Regions from separate parts of the Arabidopsis thaliana genome. Here regions 2 and 3 are each linked to region 1. Evidence: chromatin contacts called from public ChIA-PET and capture Hi-C data. All regions are on one chromosome and are shown on one strand. Each heading gives the region's core, a stretch centred on a gene start, on an enhancer-like site or on the middle of the called end of the contact. The rest is flanking DNA. Distances are from core to core; before and after follow the strand shown.

What was found. ChIA-PET counts read pairs in DNA pulled down with a chosen protein or histone mark. Capture Hi-C pulls out chosen DNA fragments and counts their contacts.
Region 2: an H3K4me3 ChIA-PET map of shoot shows a contact between it and region 1, with 12 read pairs. The contact joins the promoter of AT5G35320 here to the promoter of AT5G35200 in region 1. A contact is called at or near these places in 1 of 26 Hi-C or Micro-C datasets (vegetative nucleus) and 1 of 2 datasets of contacts at active chromatin or transcription factors (shoot).
Region 3: a capture Hi-C map of seedling shows a contact between it and region 1, with 1.9 times the contacts expected there. The contact joins the promoter of AT5G35170 here to the promoter of AT5G35200 in region 1. A contact is called at or near these places in 3 of 26 Hi-C or Micro-C datasets (root and seedling), 1 of 2 datasets of contacts at active chromatin or transcription factors (shoot) and 1 of 3 other capture datasets (seedling).

The regions. Positions count from the first base shown.
Region 1 is chr5:13,463,425-13,468,104 of TAIR10.1, forward strand. It overlaps AT5G35200 (ENTH/ANTH/VHS superfamily protein), which reads right to left and starts at 2,726. Exons shown (of 16, transcript NM_122911.4): 1 at 2,446-2,726; 2 at 2,056-2,188; 3 at 1,918-1,987; 4 at 1,709-1,806; 5 at 1,351-1,492; 6 at 1,163-1,263; 7 at 993-1,076; 8 at 828-878; 9 at 670-735; 10 at 527-592; 11 at 354-434; 12 at 195-272; 13 at 1-20. The coding sequence starts at 2,157. It also overlaps the pseudogene AT5G35205.
Region 2 is chr5:13,518,975-13,523,654 of TAIR10.1, forward strand. AT5G35320 (DBH-like monooxygenase) reads left to right here and starts at 2,772. Exons shown (of 3, transcript NM_122923.3): 1 at 2,772-3,026; 2 at 3,117-3,306; 3 at 3,791-4,532. The coding sequence starts at 2,919. The coding sequence ends at 4,170. It overlaps MBD02 (methyl-CPG-binding domain protein 02), which reads right to left. Exons shown (of 5, transcript NM_001203492.2): 5 at 4,429-4,680. It also overlaps the pseudogene AT5G35310.
Region 3 is chr5:13,416,470-13,421,149 of TAIR10.1, forward strand. It overlaps AT5G35170 (adenylate kinase family protein), which reads left to right and starts at 2,611. Exons shown (of 19, transcript NM_122908.4): 1 at 2,611-3,021; 2 at 3,179-3,271; 3 at 3,655-3,783; 4 at 3,853-3,987; 5 at 4,102-4,248; 6 at 4,329-4,403; 7 at 4,507-4,594. The coding sequence starts at 2,809. It overlaps AT5G35160 (Endomembrane protein 70 protein family), which reads left to right. Exons shown (of 2, transcript NM_001344097.1): 2 at 1-976. The coding sequence ends at 452.

The sequences.
Region 1 (4,680 bases), core at 1,476-3,975:
GCAGTAAGTTTCTCCACTACCTGCCATTATCGTAAAAGTTAAGTGTTAATGCTTAACAGCAACTTGGATCACAGTGAAGGAAATGGCAATGAGTTTGTTCATGCAGAACGAATAAGAAACGCCTAGAATATTTGGATTTACAAAACCAAGTACAAACGAACAAATAAAGAAACGAAGAAAAGATGCTCTTGTACCTGCTCTTTCTTGACCCCTGCTGCTAATGGTGCTTCTTTCACATACTCTTCCATTGCTTGTAGAAAAGAAGTGGGAGGCTTCATACAAAACAAGATATGGTGAGGAAAAAGCTCAGACAAATAACCGAATAAATATTCACATTTGTAAGAAAATCCAACCTGCTCAATCTTTATAAATCTCTCTCCACGTCCAACATTAACACTTTTGCAAACTTCGAAAAATTCAGAAAGCCTCCCTGCCTGAACGACCAATGAAACCAAACTTAAGGGGGTTCTTATGCCACACAAACGTGAAAGAAGAAACCAACATACCAGTCAGAGGTTGTATGTACCTGTTTTACCGCTCGTCTGTACATATCCAAAGCCTTCACAGCATCATTCCGTTGCATATCAAAGAACTGTCATCAAGGAAAAATTGTGTTTGAATAAGTCAGGAAAGGTAGAAAATATATACAGAAAAAGAGCTTTTGCGTACCTTATCAACCAAATTGTCTATGCCATCTGTCAGTGCTTGATATATTTTAGTGCTCTCAGATATAACCTAATCGGTGAGAAGTAGATTGAAAATCATAAATGCTGTTAACCATATTTAATCGAGGAGCTATTAACTCCAGTTAATTGTATATAGCATACCATTGAGAGTGCCAATTGGATAATGTGGTTTTGAACAGCTGCCCCTTCAGGCTGCAAAGATGCACCAATGTTGAATGAGTGTAAAAGAGATACAAATCTTATCCATTGCTAAGAAAATCAACATCAAACACAACAGAAGAAGTAGATGCTGAGTTGGATTATCACCTGACAGTCAAGAACACGGAAAAGAAGTTCTTGCAGAGCAGGAAGTTGCTCGAGCAAATCAGGAGTGTCCAAATCTTTGGTTCTCTGTATTTATAGCACGTTCTTGTGATTTCAAGAGTGAAAGAAAACTCTGAGAGCTCATAACAAAAGAGATGTAACCAGACACTTACTGGGGGGTCAACCTCAACATCGTACTTCAAAACACGGAAACACTCTAATCGCTCCTCTAAGAATAGAGCATAGAAACGGACCCAAGCAGAATAAGCCCAAGCTGAAAATAGGGGTGAAAGAAAGATAAGTGAACCAAAGAGCTTCTTGTATAAAAAAGATTCAACGAAAGTAAAAAGCAGTCTACTACCATTTGGACCAGAATCATCTTTAAAATGAGACATATTCAGCATATGACTTCTGCTTCTGCTATAATTAATAACTTCTTCATGAAATGTCTGGTCCACTTCTCTCAAGGCACGGTGAATAACAATAAGAGTTTTCAGTGCAACCTGTAAAACTAAGGAGAATCAGTGGCAAGTACTAAATAGAAAACAGCCACCTTTTCTTTACAACGATAGATAATCAACCGAAAATGAAGCTGTAGACAGATCATACACACCTAACAAACTAAGAATTCCCAACTACTGGTACATATCTAGCAATTCCAGTTGTTTCCAGAGTTCTAATAAGTAAACCTATAGGAAGGCCATAGAAAAAGCCATTACCGCCCAGTTATGTGTTCTTGATAACCGCCTAGCAAGAGCATGGATACAATAAGCCACATCTGCACGAGGCCTTGTTGCTGAAATAGCCATAAAAATAGCTGCAAAGAGACACACACAACTTGTAATACGCCATTTGGTATATCGAAATCAATGGCGCAAAAGAACATTTGCAACCAAGGCACTAACCATCTATGATCTATGATACCCACCTCTGATGTATCTTTCTTTAGAAGGACGTTCCACATGATTAGTAGCCTTCACAATAGCAATATCCAATTCCTGCAAAACAAACCGTTGTTAGCTTAAGCAAAAACAGAATTCACTTGGGAACAAAGTTAGTTTTTTACCTTGTAATCACTATTGACCTTAGCTAATGAAACTGTGGTGGTATCTTTAATAGCTCCAAGATACCTCCTTAAACTACTCTGTGATCCACCACCACCTGACATTTCGTTTCTCCCTCCTTAAACAATAGAAACCCTGAAAATATTTAACCTTGTAAACAGTCTTCGACTTTCACAAACTCATCAACAAAACCTAAAGATGAAAACTTTTCTCTTGAATCACAAAACCCTTATGTCAGCTAAGAACATAAACATCAAAATCTACCCAAAAACACAAACTTTTCATTGTTTGATCAATACCCATAAGCCCTAGATTCATCAATAACCAAATCAGTCCGAGAAACATGAGAAAACAACGAATCGAGATCCGTAAAGGAGAAGACTTTAAATCACCTGATCAAGGTTTCTTGAAGACAAGAAGGGAAATCTCAGGAAGAAAGAAGACAAAATTCAACAACAAAGGATTTGGAAATTGGACAAGGACATAAGAGAGAGAAGACGAAGAAGAAGAAGAAGAAGGAGAGAGGTATAAAGTCAGAGTCTTTCTGATATGTACGTTGGAGGAAAAAGGGAACAAAGTCTTTGTTAGCGAAAATGAGCTAAGAGCTAACGTGATTTGGTTTGGTTTGGCCGCCGACGAAAATTATTATTCTTTTTATAAAAAGAAAGTCTATCGCTTTAATTTTAAAAGTCTGAAAATAGGTCAAATCTTGACAATTATTCCACGTTACTATTTGTATTAGCCAATTACCTTCCAGAATTCTGTATACTAATTATTACAATAATGTTGAACTGTCAAGACGTCAGTAAATTAAATAAGAAAAAACAAAAATCATTGAGATTGATCATTAAGTAGATCTAATTTGTAACATATTACTAGATATATATATTTCAGACTATTATGTAGTAACAATTATTTTTTTATCATCTAATTTTAATTAGAGTTCAAAAAATCAAATTTAAAGAATGTTGTTTAAATAAATGATATGAATCGGTGTGGTACGAATCATCGCAGCAAATTATCTATTTTGATATTATGTAGTCATAATCTATATATATTAACAAATAAAAACTTTGTCTTTCTTCTTTCACTCCTTATCTTTTAGAGAGAGGACGATTTGCCGTATACCGGAATATTGTTATAAATATTGTTTTTCCCATTCTAATCGAATATTTTTTTCGCTTTGTTGGTTTATTTTCTCTCCCTTATCTGAATCTAATAAAATTGCGACTTAATTCTTTGCTAAGATCATTTCTCTCTATTTCTACAAGATCTGAATTTGAATCCTGCTTGCCATATTTGATCTTCTCGTCCCACCGTTGGCTTAATTCCAATCTTTAGCTAGAATAATATATTTGTCGATTATTATGACGAGGACCTCAACTAGGTCTTAGGCGTAGCTTCTGCTAGGAATCAAGGTTAAGATGATGAAGGATTAACGATATCTTCTTGCAACGACGAAAGCGGTGGAAGTCAATCGAATTTGCAACGACAAACTTTGTAGAAGGAGTTTGGTGGTGGATTTGTGAAGTTAGGGGCAGAATTTGCACTGAATCGTGGATCTTGGGCGGTACCGACTGTATCTCTCTCTCCTTCTCGCGTATCAACACGTGTTGTACATGTGGCACCTTAGAGCAACCACAGTGATTAGTTTATAAAGTTTCTAAGTATTTTTTATTAAAAAGTTTTGATAGTTTTGTAGTTTTGAGATTTTGTACAGTTTTTGAAAATTTTATGGTCCATTGGTGGAATCCTTAAGTGGGTTTCTAAAAAAAAAAAAATTGTCAATATTTTTATTTGAGCAAACATGATTATTATTATTAGGATTTTTTTTTTTTTTTGAATTTAATGTTAAATTATATTCAAGAAAAAATAAACATGTTTACATCAAAGTGTATACTGTTTTTAATTTAAATCTTGATAGGAAAAAACCCATAGATTAAAACTGTATACGCCATATCAACTTTAATACACTTACTTTGTTTGCTTCTTCAATCGACCACAGCCCTAGTCCACCTTCATTCTTTGGTGTGCAGACCTCAGTCCATGCCACTTTTACCTTTCGAGGGTTCATAGATGGTCCTGACCACAAAAAGCTTGAACACAGTTTATCAATTTCTTGAATGCATGCTTTGGGCAGCCGGAAAGCAGCTATCCAAAAATTTGTAAGACTGAAGATCACCGAGCGTATTAATTGGAGTCTCCCCGCAAATGAGAGTGCTTTAACTGTCCAAGAACTAATCTGTGATTTGATTTTTTCGATGAGAGGTAGATAATATGACGATGTCATCCTCCTTGTTAGTAGCGGAAGTCCCAAATATCTAACCGGTAATGTTCCATGTTCAAAAGGAAATTGTTGGAGTATCTCTTCCCTTTGAATTTCCGGAATACCAGCCATATATAATGTAGACTTCTCTAGACTAATCTTTAATCCCGAATGTATAGCAAAATCATCGAAGACCGCAAGTGTACCTTGGATAGATTTCTTGTTTCCTTCAACAAACACCATCAAATCATCTGCAAAACATAGATGTGTTAGCTTCAATAGCTTACATTTCGGGTGGAAGCCTATCTGCTTGTCAGTTGCTGCCTTGTCGATCTTGCGGGATAGAACATTCATACATATG
Region 2 (4,680 bases), core at 1,522-4,021, 56 kb after region 1:
TTTTATTTTGAATATGTAATATTTATATATTATTAAAAATATATATATTGGATTTTTATTAGTTAATATAATAATGAAGAGAAAAAAATAAAATTTAAATTTAAAAAGAAAGAGGTCAAACAAAATAACAAATGAAAAAATAATATATTTAGAAAATTAATAGAAAAAAGGAAAAAAGGCAAAATAGATAAAACTCGAACCTAAGAATTGGTGTGCTACTTTACAAGACTCATTCAAACATGCTAAGTGACTTAATTATGTACATACTACAAAGAAAAACCTATAAATCAGTGTGGGGCACGTGCCCCAGCTCCTCTTAACCTCCATTCGCCCCTGTGTCTTTCTCCCAAAAATTCCACTTCGTTTGAGTGGTACTGTTGCAAAGAACTTGTTGTCGATTGTTTCAAACACTAATGCTTTAAGTTGGTCATATGTCTTTGAATTTGGCATGGATCTGGAATGGCATTTGAATCTCTTGGATCACTTCAATGGTGACTCATGTTTACCTTGTATTGAGGTTTGTGTTAGACTTGTACATGCTAACCTTTTATGTTGCTAAGGGCTTTGTCCTGATTTTTAGCATTGGCAGATGTTGTTTTGTAAATGTGGTGTGGGAAGTGCAATCTCTGTTTAGGGCTAAGCTTCCTCATCTTGGTATCCGCTGCCAAATTCTCTTTCCAAAAGTCCCACTTGTTTGAGTGGTTTGGATGATCAATCGTTTCCGGTATTCAAAGGACTTTCCTTCCGGCTGATGGTATTCTCTGCCCTTGTCGCAGAGTTTGTAACCCTTTGGGTTGCGATGGATGCAATTACACAAGAAGCTTCCGAGAACGTTCTTTTTTGAACTCTTTTAGTTTTCTTTGTTGTGTTGTATCTTCAATATATCCTTAGTTTAACTTTCTTTTGGTCTTCTTTTAAGTATTTACTAGATGAACATCCATGCTACGCATGAGTTTTTGTTTTTAAAATTGTCGAAAAAATATGATTATATTTTTTTGTTGATTTTAATGTTCATTTTGATAAATTCATCTATTTAATATAATAATTATTTTTTATGATTAAATTCATCTATAACTCGAACTATCAATTCTAGTACAATATTAATATTTATATATTTATTATTCTAATATTTCACTATCATGATCACATACAACAACAATATATGATATATTGATACGATATATGTAGTTATATTACTTATGTGTTTTGAAATTTGTCTAACTTATTGTAACAAACAATTATTTATTCCATATATTCTCTCGTCATCTAGTACACAATCACATCATGATATGCTAGTAATTTAAGTCAACATTTTAATTCTCATCCCTACTATATAGTCATATAGAGTCTCGTTTTTTTTTTTGTATGTCTAATGTTTTGGATAACTATTACGTGAAAAAATTGTATATCAATGTTACAAAGTTATCAGAACTCACAAAAATGTACAGAAAGAAGGTCATATGATAAATCAAATTTACAAAACGTAATAATAAAAAAAATATCTAACTAAAATTACTAAATTAATATGAGGTTAGGTAGCAAACATGTAAAATACAATACAAGTAAATTTTTAGTCTTTATGGATTAATGACTATTGATAAAAAATTTTAATAAAATAAGTAGAATAGAATGAAAGTAGTACTTGATACATTAGTATGATTTTTTATTTATTAATGTTTTTAGAAAATTCATTCAAGGATGAGATTAATGGAGAATTTAACACAACAAAAGACTTTTGATTTTTTCTCAATTAGTTTTACTAGTTTTTTAATTAATTAATGTAGAATGATACATGTCATTTTCTTGTGTGATGATGTGTCATTTATATGAAGAGAGTTGACCAACTTTCACATATATGATTGCTTTGTTATCTTGTATTTTCTTTCCTCCTCTTATATATGAAGAGTTATTGAATTGATTCTTGTATATTTCACTGAATGATACAAAGAACTTGTCTTAGAAGAAGAGGTTTGTCAGATGATGGCAGCGTCGTAGAGCCTGTGTGAGTTATTGATAATCTTGAACCATCAGCAATGGTAACTGCGTCATGACCATTGTAGGGTTGATGTTGAAAGAGATGTTGGAAATTAGATGTGATGTGGTGCGTCGCTCCACTATCGAGTAGCCATGGTGAGGCAGCGTGTGCTTGTGGCACAGAATGGAGTTGAGGTAACTGGTTTAAAGCGTGTAATTGGGTGCATCGTTTTGCACCATGCCCATAGACACCACAAATTTGACACCTAGTTGGAAATTGTCGTAGTGGTGAAAAGCCAGGAGGAATGAGTGGCGCCTCCGTATGAAGAGTTTGCCTGTTGCGTGAAAATGCATGATTGGCAGTGACTGAGAATTCCATTGAATGATAGATGAAACAAGAGAAGAAGAATAGATGGTGACTCGGGGAAAAAAAAAGTTAGGTTTTTAGAGATCTTTGCTCTGATACCATATGAAGAGTTATTGAATTGATTCTTGTATATTTCACTGAATGATATTCTTACAACTTATATACACAGCCCAAGGCTTAGCTAGAGTAATTACAGAGAATATTGAGACATTAATGAAGAACTCAATTACAGGAATTTGACGTGTGAAGGAGAATCAGATTATGCACTTTCCTTAACACTCTACATTATATAGAGTTTTGAGGCTTAATTTTAATGAAAGTATTAAATTTGTCCAAAAAAAAAAGAAAAACAAATATGGAAATGTTGGGTTGGTATAAGCCAAACCGGAAATCTCTATACCAAAAACAAAACCGAAAAATTCATGAAAGAGAGTTTTATTCTTTCAGACTTCTGGATTCCTCTAGAGAAGCTGAGAAATACCAATTTTTCTTCTATACATGTCGCTTCTCCTAACTTCTCCAGAATTTTATTATTGTCTCTGCTCAAAGCTTTCACTTGCCGTTGAACAAACGAAGAATGGAGGAGAACGAGCGCTTGTCGATGAAGAGGAAAGATATTGACAGAGTAAACGATGACTTCTCTGATTTTTCCCTCTCTTCTCCCGCCAGGAAGATTCGTCGTCTGGTAAATTCTCTTTCTGAGTTGCTGAAAACCCTAGAATTCGTCTTCATGATGATGATGATGATGAATTGGTGTTATATTATGTTGATTCAGGATGTGGATTTGCCACCGATTATGGAGGAAGAAGAGATTGATTTACCGATGCAAGATACGGTCGCGGAAGAAATCGAGCTTGAGCCGGTTAACGATGAGAGAGCAATTGTTCTATTTAAGCCTCTTCATTATCATCAGCCTTCTTCTGGAAACGTATTTGTTGATCGACACTTGATTTCTGGGTTTAAGAGTAAGTTTCTTTCAACTTTCATCAATTTGTTCATGTTGTGATTGAAGCAATGGTTCATGATTAGGTATAACGTTGTTGTTGAAGTGTATTAGTGATGATTCTTTTGAACTTTCTTTAGTAATGAGATAAGTTTCAGTCTATGATTGTTAAAGGGCTTGTAAGTTAACTTTAGAAACTACTATGTCACAACAATGTCTTAGCTCAATAAGTTAAGAGTATCTTCTTTATTTTGAGATATCTCCATAAGTTTCAGTAAACAGTGCAGATAATCTAGTTTATATGGTATGAGCTCATATAGTTTTATATGTTGAACAGATTGTCATGTTAACTGGGAAATTATCATAGATATTATGAGGATTTTGCTGTGTCTTAGTGTCAGATTTTGTTCTGGTTCGTTTTGTTTGTTTGCCTTTAACTTGTGATCCAGAATGTTGACTAAATACAGACGGTTGTGTCTAAATTCTGAATGTTAACACTTGTGCAGATAGATTTCTTCGCGATGTATCGATAGCTGATGATAATCAGTATGAAGATGAGAGATTAAACAAGTGTCAAGCTGTTGTTTGCTGGAATCCGTCTCAGTCTACTTACTCACAGTCCATAGGAACCTTCCAACAACCGCGGACACTAGAGATTACTGAGTTGGATGAGACAGGTGAGGATGTGGTAATGGATGATGCATCCAATGAGATAGAAGAGGATACTGGAAGCACCAGTCTATCTTTCCCTCAGCAAGGACAGCAGCAAGAGCAAGAGCACACCTATGGTTTTGGCTTGCATCCGTGGCAGCAAGCGCAAAACTGTATGATTCCGCAGCTTCCTCAAGTCAGTACTACTCCCACTCCCATCACTTGGTTCCGATGATACGGCTTAACCACGGGAAAACTGAATAGGGAATGCACGAAGCAGGATAGTAGAAGGCAGATTTGTTGTTAGTTTTTGTTTCTGCCTTTTGCGCAGATTAGAGATATGGCATAGTTTTGTTGTTGTATGTTTACCAAACTAATAGCTTCAGCCATATCTCCCCTAGGATGGTTTTGACTTTCGAATGTTATCTTTTGGATGTCGTTAAAATATCCTTTGAGATAAACTACGTTCCAACTTAACATGCACATCTACAGTTAAACAGACTCTGATCTATTCTTATCTGCTTTCTTGTGTCAGTCCTCTAGTGGATTTGTGAGATAATGGAATTTGGTAATAATCAAACTTTAGGTTTAAAAACTTTCAGCATGAAAATCCAGTTATTTGGAAGCAAAAACCAAAAGGACCCATCTTCTTCATAGAAAGTATGTTACACTGCAAAACAAAATAGATGGTATACACAAAAAACAAGCTAACCACATGCTTTCAGTTTCTTCGATAAGACAAACC
Region 3 (4,680 bases), core at 1,361-3,860, 47 kb before region 1:
CTCAGAAATACCCATCCTGGCTTCTGGTTCTTGGCGCTGGAACACTTCCATTCGGTACCCTCTTCATCGAGCTTTTCTTTATCATGTCCAGCATCTGGATGGGCCGTGTCTACTACGTCTTTGGATTCCTTTTTGTAGTCTTGATCCTTCTTGTCGTAGTGTGTGCCGAGGTTTCCCTAGTGCTAACATACATGCACCTGTGCGTTGAAGACTATAAGTGGTGGTGGAAATCCTTCTTTGCATCTGGATCCGTTGCAATCTACATCTTCATATACTCCATAAACTATCTCGTCTTCGACCTCAAAAGCTTGAGTGGACCCGTTTCAGCGACTCTTTATCTCGGCTACTCTCTCTTTATGGTCCTGGCTATCATGCTCGCAACAGGTACCGTTGGTTTCCTCTCTTCCTTCTGGTTCGTACACTACTTGTTTTCTTCGGTGAAACTTGACTAAGGAATCAGACCAGAGGCTTATTGGCTTAAAGAGATTGTATAACTTTTTGGAGAGAACTGAGATATCGTTTAAGCAAAGGCATCAATCAAATCATTCAATTGCTCCAACAAGGAAGTGTAAGGGTTCATTGTGTCATATTGGAAGCTTCAAATTTTCCTTTTCATCGTGTAAGAAAATTTGTTTCCTCTTTCTTGTTTTTCTCATCTTGTTGCATCTTTTATGGTAATGCCTCTGAACTTGAAAATGTTTATTTTTTTCCTTAATGTTTAAGATTAATTTTGGTTCTGTTCGGTTTTGATTACTATAGAATACACACTCTACCATGTTGGTGACCGTTGCCTTTTCATCTCTTGTTTTCTAGAACTAGAATTGACATTTTGGTAGAGATGTTGTGGTGGGTAAAAAAGCTCAGCCCGACCTGAATCCAAAATAAACCCGTCCACCAAAAACCCAACTTTAGAAAACCCAGATGGGTTTTTGATATAGTGGGTAAAGCTCCAAAAAACCTGATTGTTACGAGACTACCCGTGGGTATCCAACTTAGTTTTTATCATTTTTTTAGAGTTTATGTTTAACTGTTAATATACTATTATATGTATGTTATATCTATATTTTGCTTATAAATATATTTTAAATTATATTTATTTTCTGTATTACATATAAATTTGATGGGAAAAAGGTTGAATTGCGTCTTTGGCGGGAAAATGTTAAATTGCGTTTTTTGGCGGAAAAATGTTAAATTGCGTTTTTGGCGGAAAAATGTTGAATATCATTTTTGGCGGAAAAATGTTAAATTGCGTTTTTGACCGGAAAATGTGAAATCTTTTTGGCGGGAAAATGTTGAATGTCGTTTTGGCGGGAAAATGTTAAATTGAGTTTTTGGCGGGAAAATGTTGAATTGCGTTTTGGCGGGAAAATGTTGAATTGCGTTTTGGCGGGAAAATTTTGAATGTCGTTTTTGGCGCGAAAATGTTGAATTGCGTTTTGGCGGGAAAATGTTGATTGTCGTTTTTGGCGAGAAAATGTTGAATGTCTTTTTTGTCGGGAAAATGTTGAATGTCTTTTTTAGCGTTAAACTGTTAAATCGCGGTTTTGGGGAAAAAATGTGAAAAAAAAATTGACAACAAAATGTTGATTCACTTGAAAAATGACTTAAAAAAAATCCGTGGGTACCTATAATCCAATGAGGTAAACCCATATGGGTTTTATTTATTTGGGTACCCAGCCCATTTTAAACCTGTGTTTTTTTTCCAGAAAAAGTAGATGTATGGGCTTAAAATTTTATGTGGGTTTTGGGTACCCAGTGAGTTTTAACCCATCATTAACATCTCTACATTTTGGTAACAAATTGAATCACCAGTCTATAGAATTGTTGAGTTTGTGATACATTTTTGTTATGAATTTGAGTAAAGAAGTAAACAAACGCGAAATAGTAGGGAAAATGGAAAATGGAATTTTCATACCCTTACAATCCGCCAAATGTGTTTTTAGACTTAGGCGCTAAATGTTTTGTAGCTTTTTATTGGTTTTTAGTTTTTGATTTTTTTACTTTTTATTTTGTTGTAGATTTTATTTTTTGCAAAATCATGAATGAAAATTTGTTTAATTTTTAGCTTTTACGTAAATTGTTAAAAAAAATCCACAAATTTGGGTTTTAGATTCTATGAAGAAATAGCTAAAAACTTCTAAAATCTGGTTTTCTATTTCTTAGGAAATCTACATTTTGTAAAATCATGAATGAGTAATTATTTGGTTTTTCAAAATCTAAAAACTATTCCAAAAATTGCAGTCATTCAAGGCCTTATCCAAAAATATACGGTTAATTTTAACTAAACTCCAACAAAATTTGAATTTCATACCTAAACTTTATTTAGTATCTAATTCGATATCGTAATTAACCGTTACAGTTGCGAATCAACTGACATATGTTTAATAGTATGGCTTAAAACGACATCGTGTTGCTTGTTTAAGTTAACGTTTGAATTTTTCTACAAAAATCGGGTCTCGACAAATCGATATATTTCGTAAACGAGTGAAACGTTGTGGGTTTAAGATCCGATTTTTGCAGAATAATTCAAACTTTAAAACGGTTTTTTGGCCAAAACAAAAAATATGAAACTAATAATAAAAAATGAAATCTAGCCTCTAGGCCACAAATATACATTTGTCCATCTTTTGCATAATGGATAAGAGTACGACAAAACATTGTGGATATTTATTTTCTCCCAAAAGCATTCTTCTTTTAATTTAGTCCATTTTATAGTTTTTTGTGGTGGCCGTTATTTAAAATCCAGTCCAGAAAGAAACAATGTTGCATTGATTGATCCAAGGAAGGAGCAAAGTAGAGGATTTAACAATGGCGTCTCTTTCTCTCAGTTCTGCTCATTTCTCTTCAACTTCTTCTTCATCTCGCTCCTCTATATCCACTTCATCGCTTTCTCCGTCGTCAACTTCTCTCCCTCTCTTACAATCACCGATCCGCCGCCGTTACCGCTCCCTCCGCCGCCGTCTCTCCTTCTCCGTCATTCCCCGTCGGACTTCTCGCTCCTTCTCCACTTCCAATTCTCAGGTACTTCTTCTTACTTACCTTGTTCTCTTCAAATTACTGATCCAATCCGTTTCCTCAAATGTGCTTAATTTTACACAATTCATGACCAATTCGGAATCTGTAGATGGAGAATTACTGTAATGTGTTTTGTATCCGTTTGTGAATTGTGATTGTATAGATTAGGTGTTCGATAAATGAGCCGTTGAAGGTGATGATTTCGGGTGCACCGGCTTCAGGAAAAGGCACTCAATGTGAGCTCATTGTTCACAAGGTAATATTTTCCACTCTTCTCTATCGGTTTCTTGTTTTGAGCTCATTGTTCACAAGGTAATTTTTTTATACTCTTTCATGATCTCTTTTCTGGTTGTCTTATGGGTTCTGACTCATGGTAGATTCTCTCTTGAGTGCGGTGAAGAATGGATATGCATTTAAAATTATCTAGTATACTGAACAATGCATATAAAACGTTTGCTGTGACTCATAAAATCTTATTTGCCATCCAAAGGTTGCTGAATTTTCCTTGATCTTTGGACTGTTCATTAAATTATTGCAATAATCACAGTTTCTAGTACGTTTGATGTAAGGAAGACTATCTATGTTGCCATTGTTTGTATGTCTTGATTTATATCAAGTTTCTCTTTCTTGGTCATGCAGTTTGGTTTGGTGCACATATCAACAGGGGATCTATTGAGAGCAGAGGTGTCATCTGGGACAGATATTGGAAAGAGAGCAAAAGAGTTCATGAACTCGGGTAGTTTGGTTCCTGATGAGATTGTTATAGCGGTACTGATTTTACTTACCTGTTTCATGCATTATTTTATAATATTACTCTGATATCTACTACCTTTCTAGATGGTGGCTGGAAGATTATCACGTGAAGATGCTAAAGAGCATGGATGGCTTCTTGATGGATTTCCACGGAGTTTTGCCCAGGCACAAAGTCTGGACAAACTGAACGTGAAACCTGACATTTTTATCTTACTAGATGTACGTGCAAATTACTCTTATTGCGTTTGTTATCCATTTCAGCAATAGGTGTTGAAACCAATTTTCACTATCAGTGGCTATGTTTCTTTGCTTATATGTCATTCTTAATGACAGGTTCCTGATGAAATTCTGATCGATAGATGTGTTGGTCGAAGGTTGGATCCAGTGACTGGAAAAATTTATCATATCAAAAATTACCCTCCTGAATCAGATGAAATTAAAGCAAGACTGGTTACACGCCCGGATGATACAGAGGAGAAGGTGACCTTTTGGACCTATTATTTGCTTTTGAATTTTTTAACTACCGTCAATTGTAATCTCACAAGTTTACTTCGTTGAAGGTAAAAGCACGGCTGCAAATATACAAACAAAATTCTGAAGCGATTATTTCAGCATACTCAGATGTTATGGTCAAGGTACTAGGCAATTTTTTTTTGGTTTCCCTTAACCTTTGGTTCTTAAAGTATTGCAATGCCATCTTTGATATTTGTGGTTTGGTATCATCTCATTCGAACACAGATTGATGCAAACAGGCCAAAAGAAGTGGTTTTCGAGGAGACCCAGACTCTACTGTCTCAGATACAGTTAAAGAGAATGATAAAGACTGGCAAGTAGTCACACATTTATATATATATGTATATTTTCATGGTGCCGTTCTTGATAGCAGGGTCAGTGTTTTCCAGTTCAAGATGA